3 separate regions of the Sus scrofa genome follow, and regions 2 and 3 are each linked to region 1. A link is a contact called in public Hi-C and promoter capture Hi-C data. All regions are on one chromosome and are shown on one strand. The core of a region is the stretch at or near the end of the contact, and the rest is flanking DNA. Distances in the headings are between cores, read along the strand shown. Region 1 holds the start of NAA40 (N-alpha-acetyltransferase 40). Region 2 holds the start of RTN3 (reticulon-3). Region 3 holds the start of C2H11orf95.

Region 1 (3,882 bases), core at 846-3,345:
ATTGAAGCCACTCCGTTTTTTCCAGAAGCAGCACAAACTAAAAACCTTGACGATATATTGACCCTTCCCTTTCCCTCACAGCCCACATCCAGTCCAGCCCGTTCCATTGGCTCTACCTTCAACATGCAACCACATCCTGAATCCTTCTCCCACCTCCACTGCCACCCAGCTGGTGCAAGCTCCATCACTCTGGCCTGGATTTTAGCAGTGGCCTCTGCACTGTCCTTCCTTTGATCTTGCCCCTACACTCTCTTCTCAACCCAGCAGCCAGGCGGTCCTATGGGCACATAAGCTAGTCCAACTACTCCTTCAAGTCTCCAAATGGCATCTCAGCTCACTCTAGTCCTGGCTAAATCTTTTAAAACCTACAAGCCCTAGGAGTTCCTGTTGTGGCTCAGTGGTAATGAACACGACTAGTATCCATAACGATGCGGGTTTGACCCCTGGCCCCACTCACTGGGTTAAGGATCTGGTGTTGCTGTGACCTGCAGGGTAGGTTGCAGATGTGGCTCAGATCCCGCATTGCTGTGGCTGTGGTGTGGGCTGGCAGCTACAGCTCTGATTCAATCCCTAGCCTGGGAACCTCCATATGCCACAGGTTTGGCCCTCAACAAACAAACAAAAACCTACAAAGCCCTAAATGATCCTTCCTTACTTGTCTGATTTCACTTCCCACTATTCTCCCGCTGGCCCCACTGTGCTCCAGCCACGTCGTACTAGTTCCTCCAGCATTCCAGTTGTGCTCCTACTGGGGAGTTTCACATTAGCTGTACCCTCAGTCTAGAATGCCTTTCCCCCGGGGTAGCCTTGTGGCTTTCTCCCTCATTTCCAGCAGATCTTGATTCAGATGTCACCTCATGTTTGCCTTCCCTGAACATCTTAGTTAAAACGAGAAACCCAGCTTTCCCCATGTGGCTTCTCTGCTTTGTTTTCCTCTGTAGACCCTATATCATCTGTATGTATTTTACCTGTTCATTCAGTTCATTATCTGTCTTTTCCTTCCAGAATACAAGTTCTATGAGGACAGTGCCTTTTCTCTTTTTTATTTGCATTGATTTCTGCAACAGTGTGTGTAGCATATGGTAGACACTCAACAGGTGTTGCTTGCCTGGTTCTTTGGGGGCCACCACTGCGCTGAGCACTGAAGATGGGATGAGGGGCAAAACCTGACAAAGCCTATGAAGCTTGTCTTGGGCAGCAGTTCTCTGACTGTCATGAGTACGTCCCTACCTGGGGAACTCTTAGAAGGGAAGACTCTGGCTCCACCCCTGAAGATTCTAGGGGAGGCCCCCGGGGGTGTGCACAGCACACAGGCTCAAGCGATTCTGAGGCAGGTCAAGTGGGGGGCACACTGGTCTGTTGGGATAGACTGAAATTAATATGGTCCAGGGCGCCTTATGTCTCATTTTCACAGCACCTTCCACTCTCCATTAAACAGTCGTGTCTGTCTTCCTTCTAAACAGTAATTTTGGACTGCGAGAGTATCTTGCGCCTTTCTATGCCCCCTGGGCTCTGCACAGCGTAGGCGTAGTTGCTAGTCAATGTTTACTGAGAGAGCGAATGAATAGTTAGAAGATGGATGAATGACTCTGGTTAGAAAAGGAATTTCAAGAGTTTAAGATCTAGTGGTTAAGGAACCTGACTAGTATCCATGAAGACAAGGGCTACATCCCTGGCCTCGCTCAGTGGGTTAAGGATCCGGCGTTGCCGTGAGCTGTGGTGTAGGTCGCAGATGCGGCTCGGATCCCGCGTTGCTGTGGCTGTGGCATAGGCCGGCAGCTGAGCTCCAATTGGACCCCTAGCCTGGGAACCTAGATAAAAGACCAAAAGGTGGCAAAGACTTTTTCCCCAAAGACTTGCTCTTTGCCCGAGAGTTGTAGGAGGGGCTGGTATTTCAGAGGTCTCCATGCGTTCGGTAGGCTGGGAAAGGTGGCTGTTCGTCGGCAGACCCTGGCCCGCAGCAGAGAGGGAGCGAAGCTCGGGAACCGCGCTGCCACCCAGCCAGCTGTCCAGGGGCGCGCTTCTCCCGGGACGTTGCCATAGCTACACTCACAGCCTGGCGAGGGGTGGGCGGGCCCTGTCTACGTCATCCCCAGAGCGACGCCGCTCTGCGCCTTCTGCCTCTATCGGGTGCGAGACCCTCTGCCCGCCTCCCCGGCTCTCCACCTGCGCGCCTTCCCCCGGCTCGTCCCCTCCCCCGGCTCTGCGCCGGCGCGGTGCCCGCCGGGGCGCGCGGGGAGCCCGCGAAGCGCATGCGTGGTGCGGGGCCCGCCGCCGCTCAGGTTTTGCCGCCGCCGCCGCCGTTGCCGCCTCCCTGCCGGCAAGTGTGGGAAGGAGGAACTGAGGGCCACCGCCGCCGTTGCCGCCATGGGGGTGAGTGAGGCAGGGACAGGAGGCGCGAAGGCTAGACGGGCTCCCCGCTTCTCTCGCCCCCTGCGCCCCCTTTGTTCCTTGAACCCCCTCTCACGTGACGCCGACCCCCTCCGGCCTCACGTGACCCCCAACCCCCACATGACCCGACCTCCCCAGACTGAGTGTCCCCACGCTCAGCCCAGCCCGGGAATCTGCTGGGGAGCCCCCTTCTCCGGGCCCCACCCCCTCGGTGCCCCCTGCCCCTCGCGTCGCGCCCACCTCTCACTTCCTCCAGGATGTGTTATCTTCTTGGCCTCCCCCAGACCCCCGCACAGTCCCTGGGTTATTCCCCCCCCCCCGCCCCCAGGGGTCACCCATCACCCGGCTGCACCGGCCTCGCGGCTTCCCACATTCTAGGCCTACACTGGCTTGGAGGGAAGCAGGGCACCCAGCCAAGGTCACACAGGGGGTGACTGGGAGCCAGACCCCGACTCAGGCCTCCCGAATCCCTGGCCGCTGCGCTTCCCACTACTGGGATTCCCAGCGAAGCTAGTTTCCCCGGTTTCTTTTGAAATGTCTCCACCAGGTTCTTCCCGCTCCGAAAACATTCTCTTCCTTTTCGACAGAGGCCTGCTTTCAAGGCTCCCAGATGCACTGACGTGGGTCTTATTACTTGGGTTGTTAGTTGTCTTCTTATTGCGGGTGGCTGTACAGAAGGTGAGCCCGGGGCCAGTGGAGGGTCACCGGTCATGGGCCCAGCCACGGATGGATAGTGACCTCCTGTTTTGCAGGAGGCCGCCTGGAGGTACATTTTATGGCCTCCCCTGGCATGTGCTGGAAGAGAGTTGGGAGGAACTTATTCTCATTTTTCTGTGAATTCATCTTCCTAAATCTCAGTTAGAGCAGCATCACTCTGCTAAGACTGTAACTGGCTCTCCCCAATACCCTGTATCTTAGTTTTTTCCATCCAATTTCCACCACCTTTAGGAAGCCCTGACTTTGGAGCCAGAGAGACCTCCATTCCAGCCTCATCTTCTCTGGCCAGTGGCATGATAGTGTGCCAGTGACATGGCCTTTGGGGACTTGAATTTCCTTGTCTTTGTAACGAGGCTGATGATACCTCCCTCTTAGGAGAGTTGTGAGGATCCAGTGAGAGGGTGGATGTAGACAACTACATAGGTGCCTCTTAAATAGCAGTGGTTGTTATTTTTGCCTGTATTCTCAGCCTTTGGTAATCTAAAATAGATTTGTGCTATTTTTAACTTCAGTTTGTCCCTACTGTTATTAACCTAGATTTTTTTTTTCCTCTCCACTCAGATAGGTATTGACTGAATGAATCAACTTGTTAGACAAAAATAGTTGTCTAATCCATGTCCAAGCACTTTATGTAATTCAATGTCAAAACATATTTGTCGTGTTTCAACAAGGACTTTTGGATACTGTGTAGAAAGTCAAGTCTAGAGACCTTAGCCGTATTTAACTTAACCTAGATTTTAGTGAAAAGTCACAGACCTCAGCCCTCATGGAAAC
Region 2 (3,882 bases), core at 685-3,184, 220 kb before region 1:
TCGTCATCTAATCATAGCATATAGTTTTGTGTTGTTGGTTATTTTTGGTTGCTATTTAGTCTGTATTTTTTTTAACTTTATATATGTTCCAAGCCCCAACAGAGTAGTGTCATACACACAGCAGGTGACCAGCAAACATTTGTGGAACAAACATGTATACAAATAACATTCCAAGCAAGAGTCAGTCTCAGGGAAATTGACTGGTACAGCAAAAAGGAGCAGGAAGGAAAGGCAGCTTCAGGAACTGGACCTAGCACAAAGACCTTTTATGTAAAAAATCTGAAGGGTCTGAAGATCTGAAGAGACCACCAAGACCACATCCATGTCTTGACTTTTATCCTCTTTTCTCTGTGTCTAGATATGGAAACAGACTTCCTTTCTAGCCAGGATCTGCAGATCCTAGCAATTGCTGTTGGGGTAGGGATGAGCATCATTCATTTCCTTATCCAGTCCTTAATAATGTAAATTTTTTAAATGTATGCATTTATCAGAATGGGTAAATAACTGGCTTGGTTATCAGATTGGCTTGTATTTCTCTTTGTCATCTAGAGGACAGAATGCTGCATTATCAACTGATGCTGTAAGTGCCAGAGTAAGATATTTGCCATGAAGTTATTTTGGGAAATATTCTTCTGTGCCTTTTTTAGAGTGTTTCAAAAGCCAGGAGTTTTTTTTCCTGTCTGGGCTTTACCTGACCTTAAAACCTGTCAAGGGCAGATGTAGTCCACTGCCTGTTCTAGAAGATTTCCACTGGTCAGATCCCTTTTCCTCTGTGAGACTGCTTGGCTGACTACCTCCGCCTTCATGAGGTTGCATCTTTACAGGATCTGCTGATCCTGCAATTGCCGAATCAGGTCATCGATTGCTGCCTTAGCAATAACAAGGCCTATAGCCTTGCTTTTTATTACTTCCAGTCTACTTTCCCCCTTTTAAAAGAATAGTGCACATTTCAAATCGTTTGACCAGGTATATGGAGACTTTTGCAAGCCAATGGAAGAGAAGCCAAAAAATGAACAAAATCCAGCATAAGCTAGATATCCGCTTTCAAATACAGTTTCTGTTAAGGACGCCTTTTAGGCTACGAATAAAATTGAATTATGTGTCTTTTGGGCCACGTTCTCAATTTTTACTACGTCATTTTTCATTTTACCATCCCCCATAACCAGAGCCGGGATGTTATCTCCTGGCTCTTTTTTTCTCATTAGCTCAGCTCTTTTTCAATCAGAACATGTCTTCTCTACCTGTTAGTCTATTAAGAGAAACGGACAACCTTAGGACCCAAGGTGGACCCCTCTTTTTAAGGCGATAAGAATTTGAAGCAGGTTCTGCAGCTGCAATGCAATGTGACTGGAATGAGTAATAGTTTTTCATTCTGTGCAGCGTCTTTCTCCAACTGCCAAATGGGAGATCGTGTCATGGCTGCCTCATGGTGATGAGGTATTATGACACATCCAGAAAAATTCAGAAAGCACCTTGCAGAATGGGCCCTCACTGTGGTTTTCACTTTATTAGAGTCACGGGGGTGGGGGTGGGGAAGCATCAGACAAAAGACTTGGGCTCTAGAATTTGCAGGAAAAATATTCTCCACTAATGGAAGCAAAAATAAATTTCTACCGTTAAAACACGTAATCAGTTTACTCAACGCATTCACATAAAAAGCCGCGAAGCTCTAAACCGCAGGCCCCCCTCCCACTTTGCCCGCAGTGGTGGGCGGGGCTTGTTGCTTGGCCACGCCCCTTGCGCCCGGTCCCTGAGGGGCGCGGCCCACCCCGGCCTCCGGCCTCAACGCCGCGCCGGGCGGGTTTTGCCCCTCCTTCTCAGCAGGAGCTTAGCGGAGGGGACAGGGCGGGGGGGGGGGGAACTGTTCTTGCGCCTGCGCCTTGCGTCGCTGGGTGCCTCAAGGCGACCGCCGCCCGCCCGAGGGTCCTTTGTGCGCCTGCGCGCTCGCGCTCCCGCCCTCTCGCGGCGCTGGGCTTAGTCAGTCAGTCTGTCGGAGTCTGTCCTCGGAGCAGGAGGGGCGAAGCGACTTCGGAGAGCTAGCTGCCGGACTCGATTATTCTCTTTCCCCTCCTCTCTCCCGTCCCACAGCTCTCTTCACCCCTCTCCCTCCCTTGCTCGCGCAGCCATGGCGGAGCTGTCGGCGGCCACTCAGTCCCCGTCCGTCTCGTCGTCCTCCGGGGCCGAGTCCTCTGCGCCCGGTGGCGGCGGTGGGAGCCCGGGAGCCTGCCCCGCCCTGGGGGCGAAGAGCTGCGGCTCCTCCTGTGCGGGTGAGGCGCGCCGTGGGGGGACCTTAAGCTTGGGGGGGGGTCCTGGGGGGTGAGGCCGGCGAGTCACCCTTGCCTACGGGGGCCTTAGCCCCCAGGAACGAGCGTCTGGAAAATGGGCTAAGGGGAGGGCGTGTAAGGTGGTGCTGGTGGTGAGGAAATAACGGCGTGTGAGGAAAACAGGTTGGGGGAGGGGATGTTCTAGAGAGTGGGCGTTAACGCCAAGACGGTGCAGGTGGGGAAGGACATTAGTGCGGGCGAGCCGTCCACTGAACCGGGGTGATTTAGTGGAGCATTAGCGAGATTGAGAGGATTGGGGCAGGTTGGTGGTCGAAGAGATGATTCGTTAACGATTTCGAGGGGATGGCGGTGAAAGGGTTGCATTGCAGGCACGCAGGCAGGTGTTGACATAATCAGACATGCATGGTAGTCTTCCAAAAAAAATGTTTTTTTTTTGGTTGCCCGTGGGGAGGATGAGGAAGTTTCATGGAAACACGCTACAGTGTTTTCTATACTGTTTTCATCTTCCTTAGATTTTTTGCGGCCAGACTCTAAATGCCTGATTTTTCTGAGGCTGCGGGGTAGAGGGAGGCGTGATGAGAATATCTCAGGGAAGATTTGGGAGGGAGCCGCTGATGGTCCAAGATGGATCCGTGGCTGCATCTGCAACACAGCCTGCTCTTCACTGGCGCGGCGTGGGGGTGGGGACATGTAATTAGCTTCTTATATTCTAGACGGGAATAGAGTCATTTCAAGCTATCAACCTGTTTTAACTTCATGCTTTCCGTTGGCTGTTAATGATCGAAATATAACAAAAGGGGGGGGTTACCGCAGAAAGAGGGGAGGGAGAGAAGATTCAGACAAAGCAGGGTCTGGTTGAACCCCCTTCTCCTCCCATCACTGTGAAAGACTAGGAGGGAAGCTGCAGGCCGCTTTTAGTTTCCATTGTATACGCGTCTGCCTGCTGGTGGGAGCTGGCTGGCAAGCTCCCCTCGTGCAGAGATCTGCAGTGCAGATGCCTTCCTGAAAAAAAAAAAAAAAAATGCACCATGAGCAGGTGGTGGTGGTTCTTAAAGGAACTCAGTCTTCGAAGAAAAAAAAAAGCCTTTTGTTAAAGGAAGGGCCATAAGCTCAGGAGAGTACAGATAATTTTGCTCTTTATTTAGTCACCTTAAAGGATTTGGAGAGGTTTCTAAATACTTCATTGTCTCTTTTGGCAGAATCTTGGGTTGATTGTTCTAAAGGACAGAATTGATCTGAGTTTTAAAAATATTCTCTATGTGAATTTTCAACAGTGGATTTCCACATAAGAGCTTTGGTACCCATTTGGATTTTCCAGTGTGCTTATGGCCGTTTCAGTAGAACCCTATCAGAGGAAGCTTCTGTAATGTCAAGATTAGCTGTCCAGATAAAGGAATGAGGCAGCAAATTTAGAACCCTTGTCCCCTTTAAACCACCACTGTTTCTTCAAATTTTTGTGTTCTGGGAAAAGATCCAGATGAACAGCAGCTTTCCTATATACTTAGCAACTTGGTGTTTTGGCTTTAATCACTTGTCATGGCTTACTTACTGTTCACTTGGGCATACCTCTTGATTTTAAATTTTTGATTCACTTGAG
Region 3 (3,882 bases), core at 639-3,138, 150 kb before region 1:
ATGCCTCAAATACACCGTCCTGAGAGTCCCACTTTAAGGGGCACTAAGCATGGTCAGTTACCCAAATTTAGGGGCCCACAGGACAGATCCCCATGACAAAGCTGTCAACACCTCCATGGAAAGGAGTTTTTAGGACCCTGACTGTCCTAGAGTCTCGGAGAGCTGATGACTGAAAAGGGATGGCAGAAGGGCCACCAGAGTGGCCACTGAAGATTCTGCGGCTGGGAGTGGCCACCACCCAGTGGAGTCCATTAAGTCTTTCTGGGGATTTATTTTTTGCTCTGGCAGGGAGCCGGCCACTGCCCAGCAATCAGAGGGCAGGCAGTGGAGAAGCCACCAGCCCAGGGGTATTCCCTTTCGCCAAACAGGCTGAGCAATCCCCACCCTCCCTACAGTTTGGACCCTATTTTATTAAAAAAAGGGCCTCCTGACCACATATGCCGAATGGACAGGTGTGGTCATTCTCCCAGTGGAGAATCTCACGGTCTAGGAAACAAAAGGCAGGATCAGAGAGGGCCCCTGTCATCACTGTGGTTTTGTTTGGTTTTGGATCTAGGGAGATCCAAAGAAAAAGAAAGCACTCCTTTCAGGGTTAGAAACCTGGTTCGACTCCTGGCTTCACTGGTAACTTGCTCTGTGACCTTTGATAGGTCATGTCCGCTCTCTGGGCCTAAGCGTCTTTGTCTGCAAAGGCACAGGATAGCTAGCTGGTCTCTGAGCATCCTTCCAGCGCTGGATATGTTAGTCTAAGATGGACTGGCCCTTTAAGAGCCGAAAAAAGGGGAGGAGCTGGGATTCCTTAAAAACAAAAGGGGATGGGGAGTTTCTGGGAGGGGAGCTCGGGGATTAGGACAGAATCTCCCAAGCTGGACAGAAGCTTCGGGGGTCTTAAGGCGTTGACCCTGAAGCAGAGGGATGAAGAAACAGTCTCCTCTGAGAGCAATGAAGAGGACCGGCTGGTCCCGCTATAGCTGACAAATTGTGGCAAATGTTCTGAAAAGAAGGGAGGGGATAACGCGCGGACAGGAGGGGTGTATGCCTTTGTGGGCGAGCCCATCCCTTCAAAAACTGCCCGCCGTTGGGAAGGTACCGGTAGGTCCCCAAGAGGCGCAAGCCATGCTCTTTCCCAGAGAGAACGCAGCGGGGGGAAAAGGGTTCCTTTCTCTAGGCAAGGCCACAGAAGAGAAGACAGCCCAACTTAAAGCAGCGGAGTCCCCAGCTCAGTTCTTCTGAGGGGAAGCCCGGAAAGAGACCCAATGTCTGAGCAGACTTTTAAGAGACAGCCGGATAAGGGAGACCACCTGGGAGTCTGAAAGAGAAAGGGGCGGGGGCCGCGAGCCAACAGCCTAGAGCGCGTGCCCCGTGGCGCCTGGCCGGGCCCTTCGGGGCCCCCCAGCTTGGCCTCCAAGGCGGGGGCCTCGGGGCCCTTTAAGGGGGAGGGGATCCGCCCGAGCCCCGCGGGCCAACCCCGGGAGCAGGGCGGGGGGCTCCCCGACTGGCCCCGCAGCCGCGATCCGCGCCCGCCAGGTGGCGCCCCCGGCCGCCCTGCCCGCGTCCCCCCCTTTGTTCGGCGGCGGAGAGGGGCCCGGAGCCCGGAGCCGCAGCCCTCCCTTCCCCCATGCCGGGGCCCCCACCCGAGCTGCCGGCCCCAGCCAGCTCTTACCGCCGTCGTCCTCCTCGGCTCCGCGCCGCCGCTTGATCCAGAGGGCGGCAGCCGTCGGCCCCGTGCCGAGGCCGCTGCTGGCCCGGGGCCGCCCCTGCCGCCGCCGCTCCGGCTCCGGTGGTCCCCGCTGGGCTCCATGCGCTGCGCTGCAGAGCGGGGCCCCGGGGCGGCGGGGCGTGGGGCCGCGGGGCCGACGGCGGCCCGCACGCGGCGCTCGGTGCGCGGGGCCCCGGGGCGCGGGGCGCATGCACGGGGCGGCCGGCCGCACGGACGGCTGGCTGCTAGCTCGGCGGCGCGGGCTGGACCGGGGTGGGGATTCCTGTCTGGGGCCCCTGGGGCTCCTTTAAGGGCTCCTGGGTAAATTTAAAGGGGCCGCGCGCTATTTCCTCCTGCCAGCTCTAGGGGGGCTGGGGGGAGAGGCGGGAGGCGACGAGCCAGACCAAGGCTCAGCAGCCGGTGCCCGCCGCGGACGTTAGAATCACGGACCTCGCGGACCCGCGCCGCCGCCTCCCGGGCTCAGGTCCCGGCTTCTGAAGGGTCACCGAGGTGGCCAGGGGCGCTTCGTCTGCTGCGACGCGCTTCCACCCCGGTTCGGCTCGCAGCCACTGCCCCCTCGGGGCATCTCCGCGCCCAGCTCCCCGCACAGGCGCTGGCTGGAAGGTCGCCGGGTGGGGAGGCCCGGGTCCCTGCAAGGGGCTGCCTCCTCCCGCGCAAGCTCGGCGCGGGCCCCAGAGCGGACACGACTGGCAGGGGCCCCTGATGGCTGCTGCCCCGCCGAAAGGGTGGAGCCGCGGGGGCGGCCGCGCCCCCTCCCGCGGGAGCCGCCCGCGAGCGCTGGGATTTCGGTCTTCTGCATTGGAGGGGGGACGGGCGAAGCTCCCCCGGAGCTAGCTGGGGCGGGGACCGCGGCCGCAGAGACTCAGGCCGGGGAGAGGGGGCGCGCAGTAGACCCGGCGAGAGCTGGCTTCGCCGCGGCCCGACGCTGCCGGGAGGAGGTGGCCCCAGGATGGAAGCCGGGAGCAGAGGGCGTGTGCCGCGGTGACTCAGGCTCCAGTCCTCGCAGGCCGGGGCTGCCAGACGAAGCCCTAGACGGGGCCTTAGACCCTCTGCATGAGGAGGCGAAGAACGCTGGCCCCGGGCGTGGTGTCGGACACTTGGGGACGCGTGCCACCACAGCTGGGAAGATCTGGGGCGGACCCTGGGTGCGAGCCCCCGGAAGCCTTGGAGCCCCTCAGGTCCCCGAAAGCTGAGAGGAGGGATTAGAGGAGCAGCCAGGAGTGCGGCAGCCTGGGGTCCTTCCGCGGGGACCAGCTGGAGGAGCAGGTGCTTTCTTTGCCTGTGGTTGGTCGCCCACAACAAAGGCGATTCCTAGAGATCCAAATTACAGGGTGCAGGAGGCCATGCAGGGTCTTATTATCTAGAGGTGGGTTTTATTCTCTTCCTTGGGGAGGTGCCCAGCAATCCGTTAAAGTCACCCTGGACTCATTCCTTTGCTTATTCCACACCTACTGTGTGCCAGCATGCTCCTAGGCGCTGGGCAGACAGCAGTGAACAAGAAAGTCTGATACTGTTCCTGACTTAGCACCCAAGACTTATAAAAAAGAAACAATTCCATCCCTTCGGGAGCCAATGGAAATAGTAAATTAATTGGAAGACAGGAAGCCTGTGTCCTAAGTGTGAAGAGGGGCCAGGAACTAAAATGTCTAAAATGCCTAAAAGGTGTCTAGCACCATTGGAAGTGTCCCATCTCTTCCTCAGTCCCCATGATGACCTGTGAAAGATGTCACCTTGGGTCGACAGGGACTCCATCCTACAGCCCTGCTCTCTCCACCGCTGGCCTTTTTCTCCAGAAAAAGCTGCGCTTCTTTACCCACTTGGGGCAGGGGCCCTGGAGCTGATGGGGCAGTGAAATGGGGCATTCCTTCCTTGACATGTACCTCACCTATGCCAGGCCAGGGACACAAAGGGAAAGTAAGACGCAGACCTGACCTTCACACGTTCCTAAGTATGGTTTTTCAAAAATTACAAAGATAACTCGTGTTCAGGGTTGGCTACGGTGAGACACTTTTTGTTTTTTTGCCATTTCTAGGGCCACTCCCTCGGCATATGGAGGTTCCCAGGCTAGGGGTCAAATCAGAGCTGTAGCCACCAGCCTATGCCAGAGCCACAGCAACGCAGGATCCGAGCCGCGTCTGCAACCTACACCACAGCTCACGGCA

Evidence for each region. Promoter capture Hi-C pulls out the DNA fragments that hold promoters and counts their contacts. A called contact is a pair of places that touch in the nucleus more often than the background predicts.
Region 2: a contact with region 1 is called in a promoter capture Hi-C map of fetal liver, with 3 times the contacts expected there. The contact joins the promoter of RTN3 here to the promoter of NAA40 in region 1. A contact is called at or near these places in 1 of 5 promoter capture datasets (fetal liver), 2 of 47 Hi-C or Micro-C datasets (omental adipose tissue and skeletal muscle) and 2 of 2 datasets of contacts at active chromatin or transcription factors (alveolar macrophages and skeletal muscle).
Region 3: a Hi-C map of fetal skeletal muscle shows a contact between it and region 1, with 2.5 times the contacts expected there. The contact joins the promoter of C2H11orf95 here to the promoter of NAA40 in region 1. A contact is called at or near these places in 3 of 5 promoter capture datasets (fetal skeletal muscle, liver and skeletal muscle), 14 of 47 Hi-C or Micro-C datasets (alveolar macrophages, brain, embryonic fibroblasts and 9 more) and 2 of 2 datasets of contacts at active chromatin or transcription factors (alveolar macrophages and skeletal muscle).

Annotation. Positions count from the first base shown.
Region 1 is chr2:8,128,288-8,132,169 of Sscrofa11.1, reverse strand. NAA40 (N-alpha-acetyltransferase 40) reads left to right here and starts at 2,095. Exons shown (of 8, transcript XM_021082889.1): 1 at 2,095-2,373. The coding sequence starts at 2,368.
Region 2 is chr2:8,352,972-8,356,853 of Sscrofa11.1, reverse strand. It overlaps RTN3 (reticulon-3), which reads left to right and starts at 1,934. Exons shown (of 11, transcript XM_021082903.1): 1 at 1,934-2,267. The coding sequence starts at 2,126.
Region 3 is chr2:8,280,046-8,283,927 of Sscrofa11.1, reverse strand. C2H11orf95 reads right to left here and starts at 1,888. Exons shown (of 6, transcript XM_003122601.4): 1 at 1,681-1,888; 2 at 1,664-1,678. The coding sequence starts at 1,801.